Regions from separate parts of the Oryzias latipes genome. Here region 2 is linked to region 1. A link is a contact called in public Hi-C data. All regions are on one chromosome and are shown on one strand. Each heading gives the region's core, a stretch centred on a gene start, on an enhancer-like site or on the middle of the called end of the contact. The rest is flanking DNA. Distances are from core to core; before and after follow the strand shown. Region 1 holds the start of slc29a3 (equilibrative nucleoside transporter 3). Region 2 holds the start of LOC105355825 (urokinase plasminogen activator surface receptor-like).

Region 1 (5,495 bases), core at 1,450-3,949:
TTCTGCATTACTGAAAAAAACAAAGATAAACACTTCATGCTGGACAATACAACTAATACTTCCCCAAACTTTTACTTTTGCTGTATAATGTTAGGAAAACAAGTTTTTTTTTTTAAATATGGAATACAATTTGCTTCCATAGTCATTGCAAAACAACAAAATAAACCCCAGTAGTCAAATTGGACCCTGTGCATTCATGTAGAACTGCATAAAAGCTACATTTATAATCTAGCACCCTGAAAGAAATGATGAGAACGTTAAATTGAAAAGAACGTTACCCATACCTGATACGAGAGCCTGGGTGATCCTCATGGGGAAGTAGCCGCTGATGCCAAACATGCTCCCAGAGAAAATGTTGGAGGCGCCGCTGACGACCGCCACGCTGACGAGGGTCCCGATGAAGAAGTCTGTCCGGCCGTTGGACACGTCCACCTTCACCAGCGCCGTGGTCACCACGAACACCAACAGGATCACCCACAGAGACGACAAGACTCGAAGTCTGGGGGACAACCTGAAAAAAACCCAAAGTCTACTAATGCTGGAGAGAAAGGAACACAACGTTTAGGCCTTTAAAGACCCACTTCCACTTTAAGGAGGAAAATGGTGTTTTTGGTGTTTGTGACATCATTTTTTTCATGATGGACGAAACATATTTAAGAAAATTAAGCTTAAAATTGCATTTCAGAATATGTCTTTGTACAAATCGTTGTTAATCAGGAGCAGGAGAAGAAATGCAGTTTGAAAAAGATCATTTCTGTGACGTAGAAAATACGCTGGGCGGGGCACAAACTTCCTGCTCTGCTCCATTCTGATCATCCACTTACAGACAAACAGATCCATGAACGTCTTTGTTTTCCTCATCTGAGCTGGAATCTGGACCTAAACTGTAGTAGGAGAGCGTGTGAACAGAGAACTCTCAGCAGAGGGGAGGGGAAGTGGGGCGTGGTCGCACAACTCGCAGAGGTGAGTTTCTAATGAACTCCTGCCACTCTGCAGAAACTATGTCCTAGAAAACGAAACAGGTTTTTGATTCTGGCTAAAAAGGACATGATTATAATTATAAGAGACCTGGAAGATGGATCAAAAGATGATGGGAGTGGGTCTTTAAAAGGCGTTTGTGTGCGAGTTGTTGTGTTTGTGTGCACATTCTACCTGTTAACCAGCATGTAGTTGAGTATCAGACACAACACGGAGGGCACAGTGGAAGCAATGGACAGGTAACTTTCAAAATAGTCCTGACGAAAGAAGAGACGTTTTTATTAGAGTCCTCCTCTGATCCAGAAACATTTTTAAGAATTGATTCCAAACACCTAAAGAAAGTCGAAGCAGCAGCTTCGTATTTCAATAGTTTCAACTCTACAAGACGCTCACTGGCACAGTAATGGTCTTCCTTTGGGGTCACACAAACCGCCAGAAGTCTTACTCACGCTGATGTCGGAGCGACGCTCCCCCTCTTTACCGAGATCGCTGCTGTTGCTCAGTTTGTAGATCCAGTAGTGTTTGGCCGTGATGAAGAAGTTCCAGGGCAGCAGGGAGCCGATGCCCATCAGGAAGAAGAGGACGTAGACCAGATTATAGGAGTCCTCGGGGGTGAAGCGCACCACCAGGGGGGACAGGGACGGTTTGGGGAGCAGAGACTCAGACGGACTGTGATCCTCGCTGTCCTCCTCGTCCGTCGTGATCCCGTCCTCGAATAAAGTCGGACGGTAAGACGAGTTGAGACTCGCCTGCACGGGTTCGGCGTCATCCATTTTCACAGGAAGAGGCCGCGACACTTTGAGGGTAAAGGTAGAGATGAAAAAGGAAAAAAAGTGAAACAGTACTCAAAAAAAAGCTGCAAAGAGATGAAGAACATTATGAAACATTACAAAATGACGTTAAAATAACTCACTTTTACTTCTGCATGTCAACACAAGGAAACAGACACTTTTGGTTTGTTTTCTGAGGTTGTTTTCATTCTGCAGCCTGCAGGGAGGAACACAAAAGTTAGATTTAATTAATAAAATAAGTCCCTTTCTTAATTAAAATCAACAAAAACAATAACAGATTTGTTTTATGACAGATATGTCAGATGTGTATATAATAATTCTCACAGCTGCATCAGTAAATGGATCAATGGATTCATGCAAACTTAGACCTCCACCACATGAAGTCACGTGGTTTCCACTTCAAAGAGTCACTTAAACCAATAAACCTAACAAACTGTCACATTCCTCTGAGATCTGCTGACAAACTCAGAGAAAAAACAGGTGACTTGTTGGAAAAAAACAGCAGACTTTGCACAATGAAATGTGTTAAAAGGGGAACTATTCTTCACGTGATCCTTACTGAGATTTAAAAAAAAAGAACGAGATTTACAGATTTCCGCGAGTCCCGCTGAATAAACAGAGATAAGCCATACAATTGTTTCTGCATTTACAACTTTTGGAAACGTCACCGTTTTGGCCACTTTTTTGTTTATCAAATATTGCCCTACACTTCACTAAATCTTCACAAGCTTCCCCTTAAGAAAAATAAAATTGTTATTGTTTATATGCAAATAACAATAATAATAATATTCATAATAAAGTTCCGTACCGCGCCTTTCTGGGAAAATTCTCTGCTGTTTTCTTTTTGTTTTGCTAAAGTTCATTCCAAGCACGGCAAGCATTCCGGCACTAACTGGGTTTCTGGTCAGCTGACTGGCGGAAGTGGGGATCCTTCGAAGTCAAATACAGGCCTTCAAATTAAAACTGTTGCATGCAATGAAACCCACAAAATGTAAAATAACTTGAAGATTCACAGTCTATTGTTAATATGGCCCTTTTTTAGGCACTTTATATTAATTAAAATAGTAAAAAATAGTTTTAAATTTTTATATAAATAAATTAAAATAAAATAAAAAAATGTTTTTCTCTTGTTTTGAAAATAAATACTAAAATAAATCTATCGGAAGTTAAGGTGGAAAAGATTAATCTGTTTCCTGTTCAGCTTTGGTATTTACACGAAATCGTTTTGAAAATAAATACTAAAATAAATCTATCGGAAGTTAAGGTGGAAAAGATTAATCTGTTTCCTGTTCAGCTTTGGTATTTACACGAAATCGTAATATTAAGGGGAAACGTTATAAACCATATTAAATTATGGTATCAAAATTAAATATAGAAATGTAGCATTTTTGTAACAAGGTATTAAAATAAGGTGTTAGTAAAAAATATTTAAACGTTATATCTTGTACTTCACACCAAAAAATAAAATACTCACAATACGCACAAAAATTCATTTTAGTTTTATAAAATTATTAAATGATAGGAGTACGTTGCCCTAATGATTTTCTCAGATACAATAACCTAAGTTTACCAGGAGGGGGCGCTAAGATATAGCATATTAACTAAGGGTTAGTTTTGTATATCTATGGTTTAATCTCCAACTTAAAAATTGGTCTACATAAATAGAAAAACTGTTAGAAAACAAGATTAGACCAGGTTTTTCTCATTACAAAAAAGCTTTATAATAAAAACTGATTAAAGGTGAAGCCAAAGAAAGAAAACAAAACATCCAAAAATATTTGGGAAGCAATTTACCTTGTGATGTGATGACAAATTCCAAATAGTTGACCTTTGTAAAGACACATTAGTAAATGTTTTATTTATTTATTTTTTAACAAACATGCAGCCGCTTTCCTGCTTAGTTCACTTTGTATTACTTAGAGTTGAAAAAAATCCTCCAGCAGTGGGAGAACTGTTGGGTTAAACTGAAGTCAGGTGTTACGTTTTCAATTTATAGATTATAAAAAGGTTCAATTAACCCGTTAGGAGAAAGGCGCCAAAGCAGTTTTCAATTAATAATGTGTTTAATGGAAGGAACAGGTGCAAAAGTGTTTCCTATTGTTACAATCATAATGCAGCACACAGTCGCCATAGATTACTCAGCGGGAGAAATGACAATTTCTCACACATACAAAAAAAAAAAAAGATTAAAACTCTGCATAAATGTCAAAGTCAGTGGTTAAAGGCCACTTTAACATCTTCAGGAACTGGTAATGTGAGCGCCTGTCAGCCTACACGTTAAAAACTTTCAACTTAAATGGACTTCAGGGGAATTTGTCAGTAAAGTGTGAAGCTAAAAGGCACATTTTCAGCAGTGCTGCAGATTCAGTTGAAAACGGGGTGTAATTGACAAACCAAGTGTCATTTAACAGTAGTTTTGTTATTTAGCTTGAGTGCCAAGTTCCTGAGAAGGATGCAAATGCATTTTTACTCAACATTCATAGAAAAGAAAAGAAAAAAGGGGAGACAACAAGACAAACATTGCTGTTAAACTAAGAAATATAATTTATTGCATAAAAATTATATTTAGTTACAGGTAAGAAGGCTAGACATTTATTTACAATTGGTTCTTTAGAGAGACAAAATAATGTAACACAATTTATTTTGTTTTCTGTAAAAACGCCGGACTTTTCGGACAAAAGGCTGAGTTTATCTCTTTAAATCCGGTACGGCTCCAGGTAAACTCTCCAGCAATATGGCCAAAGATCCAGCAGACCCTCCAGAAATCTGGATGAACAAAACACTGTAGTCTACAGGCATCAGTCTCTGCCATCATAACTGAGAAAACGGGAAATGTCCTGCACTTTGAGGAGATCCGAGGAACTGGACGGGTTGTGTTTAGGTATGTATTCATGGCAAAGACCTGCAGGGCATGAATTCACAACATTAGTCATGGCTCGGGCTGCAGCCGTCGCATCACTTTGTTTTTGTTGTCGACATTTATAGCTTCCTTGGTCTGTGATCCATCTCTTCCATTCCAGATGGAGAATTCCCGCAGACTAGCATTTTCAAGAATGTTAAGCCATTTCTGAGAGACAGAAGAAAAAAAATAAAAACCCTGTCAATGCCCTGATCTGAAAAAATAGAGGTACTCTTTTGGGGAAAGAAAAAAACGGATGTGGAAATGCTTTTCTTTTGTACTTGCATAGCACTTACAAAGAGAAATGACAGATCGTAAAAACGTGTGCACACGTACGTGCACAGCCACCTGCCCACACAGAGCCATTCACTCACAGGAGCGTTCATTCACGCCAAGCATGAGTCACTGCTGAAGAGGAGGGATACTGATGCTGTTTTGGTTTTGTTGTACCTAAAGAAATCAACACTTTTTTTTTTCTTGAGGAGGACCCACAGGATGGGAGGAATGGCTGCACATGTTATCTCAATTACCATCAAAACATTGACAGAATGTTATTGATTATGCAAACACTATGAGGGCTGGAATCACAAAGCAGGCAGCTTAGGCAATAGATTAACAAAAGTTGCATATTTAGTGAAAAAGCATCTCTATAATTCCGTTTGTTTTGAGGTAAACTCTTGTTGATGGTCCCTCGGCGCCAAATTGATTGACGCTTTCGTCAAATTTAATCACCTTTTTAAAAAGAAGAAACTTTGCAGGAAACGAAAGTAAAAAATCTTGAACTTTAAGGTTTGTTTCATAAATTCACTAGGATCATCTCTAATTTA
Region 2 (5,495 bases), core at 1,814-4,313, 180 kb after region 1:
CACCACCACGGCACAGGCATCCGAGTAGCTGGGGCAGGACTTGGAGCCCTGTCTGTTGCAGTCTTCGTTGTTGGAGCCCATGCAGGTGTAACACCTTAAGGCTTCACCTGGATCCAAAAGAAAACAAAAAACTGATGCTAAAGCAAACTTTCCATAACTCCACATCTCACCATGAAGCTTGTGAAGTTAATTAAGTGGGCAAGTATTGCAGCTTCCACTCCCAAATTGTCATCTTTCAGCCACGTACCATTGAACTGATTTATGGACTTGTGAGCATCGCGGCTTTTCAGATGTGTGACAGTGTTCTGTTCATGCGGTGACACCAAAGTGAGGAAACAGGAATAATTCATCTGTTCCTTCTCACAGCTTTTCCAAAATTAACTTCAGAGTCACATCGCTGTGGTGTCGTGCATCTTTTCAGTGCAAAAGGAACAAATAGTTGTTAAAGTGTCAGATTTTTAACTCCACTATGATTTAAGACATGGATGCTTCTTCCTAAGCGGATCAGAGCTGGAGCCCCCAGATGCTTTAAAGTCGCACCCCGCTCATCTTCTCCTCTATTTTCAAGTGTTACCAGTGAGAATTTAATTATTTTTAGGCAAAATAAAAAAATCTGTGTCATTTTTTAGGACGAACACTGCTTAAACTGGATCTAAAGAAAGTTAAGAAACCCTCGTCATAAAAAAAAAAACAGGTCAAAATTCTGTTTTGCAAGGATATTATTATTATAAGCCAAATAATCTTATTCTTAGTAACTAAGAGGTTTTTCTTTCAAAAAAAAAAGTATTTCCCCCAGATTTTAGCTTAATTGAAGACATGCTTTTCTTTTTCATTTTAAAGATTTTTCTTTTTACTCAATTTTAGCCGGTCTGTTTTTGCAGTGTAGTTTTTGCAAAGTGTCAGTAGTTCATTAGAAATTTGCGTCTTCGTAAATAAGTATAGAAGCCGTTTTTGTCTTTTTTCAATTATTACAAAGTGACAGAATAGCCTTTCACTGAAGGCTTTTATTTTATCTTACATTTTACACTTGTTAAGCATTTTAGTACTATATCCTGACAATGTGTTTTTTATGTCTTCTTAAAACATTTATATACTTACTTATGCGTATACATTTCCTAATGATTAGCTGCAATTAAAATGTTTGCAATTGCTGATAGTAGGAGGGAGGGAGGGAGTGGAGGGGGGTGTTATCTTTTGTCTTGTTTTCTGTCATTATGTGGAAAATACAGTAAACATGATTAAACAGAAACCTGCCTCTGAGTTGTGGGCGAGACCGTTGGCATGGAGCTACTCCACTGCTGAGAGCTCTTTGTTTACACTCTCTCCTGCTAGCTTACAGACCCTCACACCCCCAACATTACTTGTGCAACAGAAATAGTGAGGAATATTGGAGCCATCCAGCCATACAGTTTAGAGCCAGATGTCTGCTCAGACGAGAAAAACACAAAGATGTCTACAGAATGGAGTGGAGCAGGGAGTTTGTGGCCCCCGCCCAGCTAATTTTCTACAAATACAACCTTTTTCTATTATTTTTTCATCTTCTCCTGATTCATGATTTGAATAAATACTCAGAAATGCTATTCTATGCTTAATTGTCGTTCTACATGTGCTCCGTCATCAGAAAAATGCCACAACAGCGTGTTGAAAACCCAGTTTTCCTTCAGTGAGTATTTAAAAGTTGCTGCCCATCAAAAGTTACTAATTTTTTGTCAGCCGGACAGACACTAAAAGTTTGTTTTTCTACAGAAAATATCAATCAAAATCAAAAAAATCAAATTCTATTTGTGCAGCCCAAAATCCCAACATAGTTGTCTCGATGAGTTTCACACTGGTAATTGAACAAAAGCATAAAATGAGTCATAAAATACAATAGTTGATGGCTAAACTGCTAAACTGGGCATCCCTGCTCTTAGACCCTTAGATTTTAAGCTTGTTTGCTACTTGAAACATCTTTTATGTAAGAAAAATACTGCAAAAATAATCAGGAAAAAAAACAAAAACGGATCGACAGACAGCTAAAAAAACCTTCAAAAAAAACATCGTACTTGTTGTTGTTGTTTTGAATTGCTCATCTTTGTGTGTAATGCTGGGAGTTTGTGTCGACCCTAATCGGCCTCCACAGCCACGATGCACACATGCTGCAAGTATTAGCCTCCAGGCCTATTAAGAGATTAGCTGCTGGGATTGCATGCTGGTTTCAACAGAGGATGACACACAACATTGTATAAATCACTTCAGACTTGGATGAGAATTAAAAAAAACAATTGCATAAAACATCTGTCAAAAACAGGTAAACGATGACGGAAGCAATACTTCACAAATATTTAGCCAATAAGAACCTGGAGCTATTGTTCCTTAAATTATGTGTAATACACCACAGGCCAAGTGGACCACAGAACACATTTCTAATGTTTTTTCTGGTACACTAATGTCATCATGATGGTTAAAAACACAAGCCAAGACGTCTGATGAAATATCTGACAGAGGAAATCCACTGTGCAATCTTCTAGTGTTAGGGCACAGAGGCATTTTGAAGAGCTAAACCACCTCCAGAGACAAACACACAAAAAAGTGACAAACTGTTACACTGGGGGCTTCTAAAAAAGACACAACTGAACGACAGGTGAACAGAGAACAGACACGACAAAACATGGAAGAAAAAAAAGAGTGCATCCTTACAGTGGGTTTGCAGTAGGAACACAAAAAGGAGGAACAGCAGAGGGCGGTGGGCAGCTCTCATGGTGCTGCTGCTCCTTGCTGGTCCTGATCAGACAATGAAAAGCAGCTTGTTTGCTCCCTAAGACCCCTCAGCCTAATCTGGGCTATCAAACACACAGTGCAGGAGATTACCGGCTCCTCCGGTGGGCCATCAGCTGGGAGTTAGGTGACAACAGTATATTCCTCGGTTTGGACGACCCCAACCTTTCACCTAAACGTTCTGACACAGCCTTACCTGTCGTAGGTCTGCCTCTTCCCTGAGCTCACATCCGCTTCAGTCTTTGAGTCAATCTGATGCCGACAGCTCTAAGTAGCTCATCTTGCAGTTTACGCAGCGCCACACTAATTTGCTTAAGTTTGAGGCCACATGGCAACACTTTTGTGCCATAAATGACCCATTGTGACGTTTAAAGCCTCTTCTTTTGAATTTTTGTAGTTTTTTTTGTGTGTGAAGCAGAGATTATAAGTGCTTTTTTGTGTGTGATAGATGTGAAAAATACTTTAATGTTTTGAGAAATGAAACATCAAGACCCACTCCAACGAAAACAGTGTTTTTTTGTTGACCTTTGACCTCAGGTATGAGGCTGCCATCTTGCATTTAAAAAACTAAAAACACCTTTAGTACCTCCTGCTGGGGATTTCGATCTATCACCTCCAAACTCCTTCAGTATCATTAGGAAGCTACTTGGGGAAGAAATGTTGGAATTAAAGTTGTAGATTTCTAACGGCTTTAACACGGTCGTGTTCTTTTTGTTTACTTTTTTTTACCCGGGAGTATTGTGAAGATCTAATACATGAAAGGTTAGCTCAAGCTGAACAAAACTAAATAATATAGGATATGAACATACTAAAAAAAACTCTGTTGCCAAGGAAATCCAAAAATTTACTTTTGCAGATTCTCCTAAACTTTTCATAGATCTGTTCGTCACCCCCAGGTGACCAAAAAATAAAATGGTTGCTATGGAGATGAAACCTACAGAAAAGCCGCCATTCTGAAAAAAAGGCGGTTTTCATGAATTTGTCACAGTTTTGACACCACTTGCAGCTTTCATTTTTATTTTATTTACTCTTCCCCTTGTTTAAAAAAAAAAATAAAAAATGTATTATTAAGGCAGAGGAAAATTAAACCAGGACATCTTCACCCCTAATGCTTTTGTTGTGGCGTCTCATTTATTAATGATTAAAATATATTTTGCATGATCTTCAATCATGTATTTTCTGGTGGCTGTATTTGAATTTCTGTCGATGTTGAATTTCAAAAGATAAACTGGGTTTGGAGGCTGTAAAATACTAATGTCTAGAAACAAGAATGCATGACATCTAATTTCCATTTCCCTGGACTGTAAAGTGGAATGTTTTATGCATTTGTTCCAAACAAATAGCGTTAAATATAAAAAAAGTCATAGTAAAAAGCGTTAATGTCAAGCTGTATTGCCATGTTTTATTGCACTTCATAAGCCGATGCTGTACAGTAGCTGTGCAGAGTATTTCTGGGCGTGACAGCTGTTGCAGGATGAGCACATTTGTTCCAAATTCAGCTCTTCCTCACAACTGAACAACATTAGTTTGATTTATATCAAAATTAAATCCAAAAAATAAAGTTACACAATTTCATTGAAAAAGCTATGACAAATATCTACACGGTTACATGAGAGAAAGCGGATGAATAACTTGTTTATCAAAAAAATGCACAATTCATTTTATACTGGGACTCTCCTACAGTACAATATGTACAAACAATAACATTTTTTTGTATTTTTTTACATGCAAAAAAAAAATTATACCAGTGACAGTTTGTGTTCCGTTACAACATTTTCTACATAAATCTTTTTTTTATTTTATTTCCAAAGTCTAGCATTCTCTACGATCCAGAGGAGACAACAACAGGAGCAGGTAAACAGTCTTCTCCCTCAGTGGCTGTCATGGCAACATCATTTAACCCACAAACACTCCCTCAGTCCCAAACACACACTTGCACACAGACACACTCATTAGTGATATGATAAATCTTTTAAAACTTTGTACCGGGTCTCAGAACAGCACAATGCACAGGGAGACCAGAAAATGTACAGCGAAGTCCCTCCCATAGAACCTCCCATAGAACTTTTGGAAAGCTAAACCTCCGTGGTTCTGCGTCAAGCCAGCTTGCCTTGCTGCTAACACTTCCCCATCTTGGAGATCAGCTCATCGCAGATCCTTGTGAGCTCATCGATCTCTTTGTTCTGAGGAAGAAGAGAAAGAAAAAACAATCATAAAACAAACACTACAGCAGCTTTTCGGTGACGTTTCCTCTGGTTTTCCATCTCTCTTCCGACCTTTTGCTCCAACGTCCGCTCCAGGGAGTCCACCTTCATCTGCTCCTTCCTCAGGCTAGCCTGGTAGACCGCTTGCTCCTGTTTGGCACGGCTCTTTACCTGTGCTATCTCTGCGTTGGCCCTGAAGGTAAGAGAAACATGTCAAGTGTCCAGTACTCCATCAGAAATGGACAAACAAATACAAACGACCGTAATAACACCAGAAACTCAAGCTCAACATTAGACCTTGTAAAGCCCAAGATTGGACAGATCATTCGCATTTTTTTGGAGTTAAGATTTTTAAACCCTTTGATGAAATCCACAAAAAATGTGCAATATCAATTTTTGTATGAGATATAGATAGTGTCAATTATGAACCCCTGGGAGATGAAAAATTATTCACATAAATGTTCAGAAAAAGAAATTTAATCCACACATTTTTAACATGTATTATCAAGAATTAAGTATCAACTAATAATGTTT

What was found. A called contact is a pair of places that touch in the nucleus more often than the background predicts.
Region 2: a contact with region 1 is called in a Hi-C map of embryo, with 4 times the contacts expected there. The contact joins the promoter of LOC105355825 here to the promoter of slc29a3 in region 1. A contact is called at or near these places in 4 of 5 Hi-C or Micro-C datasets (embryo and fibroblasts).

The regions. Positions count from the first base shown.
Region 1 is chr15:26,626,401-26,631,895 of ASM223467v1, forward strand. slc29a3 (equilibrative nucleoside transporter 3) reads right to left here and starts at 2,700. Exons shown (of 7, transcript XM_023963584.1): 1 at 2,578-2,700; 2 at 1,892-1,965; 3 at 1,428-1,774; 4 at 1,153-1,235; 5 at 285-511. The coding sequence starts at 1,892. It overlaps unc5b (netrin receptor UNC5B), which reads right to left. Exons shown (of 16, transcript XM_023963580.1): 16 at 3,814-5,495.
Region 2 is chr15:26,810,188-26,815,682 of ASM223467v1, forward strand. LOC105355825 (urokinase plasminogen activator surface receptor-like) reads right to left here and starts at 3,064. Exons shown (of 3, transcript XM_011484670.3): 1 at 2,680-3,064; 2 at 1-107. The coding sequence starts at 2,740. It overlaps LOC101163926, which reads right to left. Exons shown (of 24, transcript XM_020709728.1): 23 at 5,034-5,154; 24 at 4,134-4,940. The coding sequence ends at 4,875.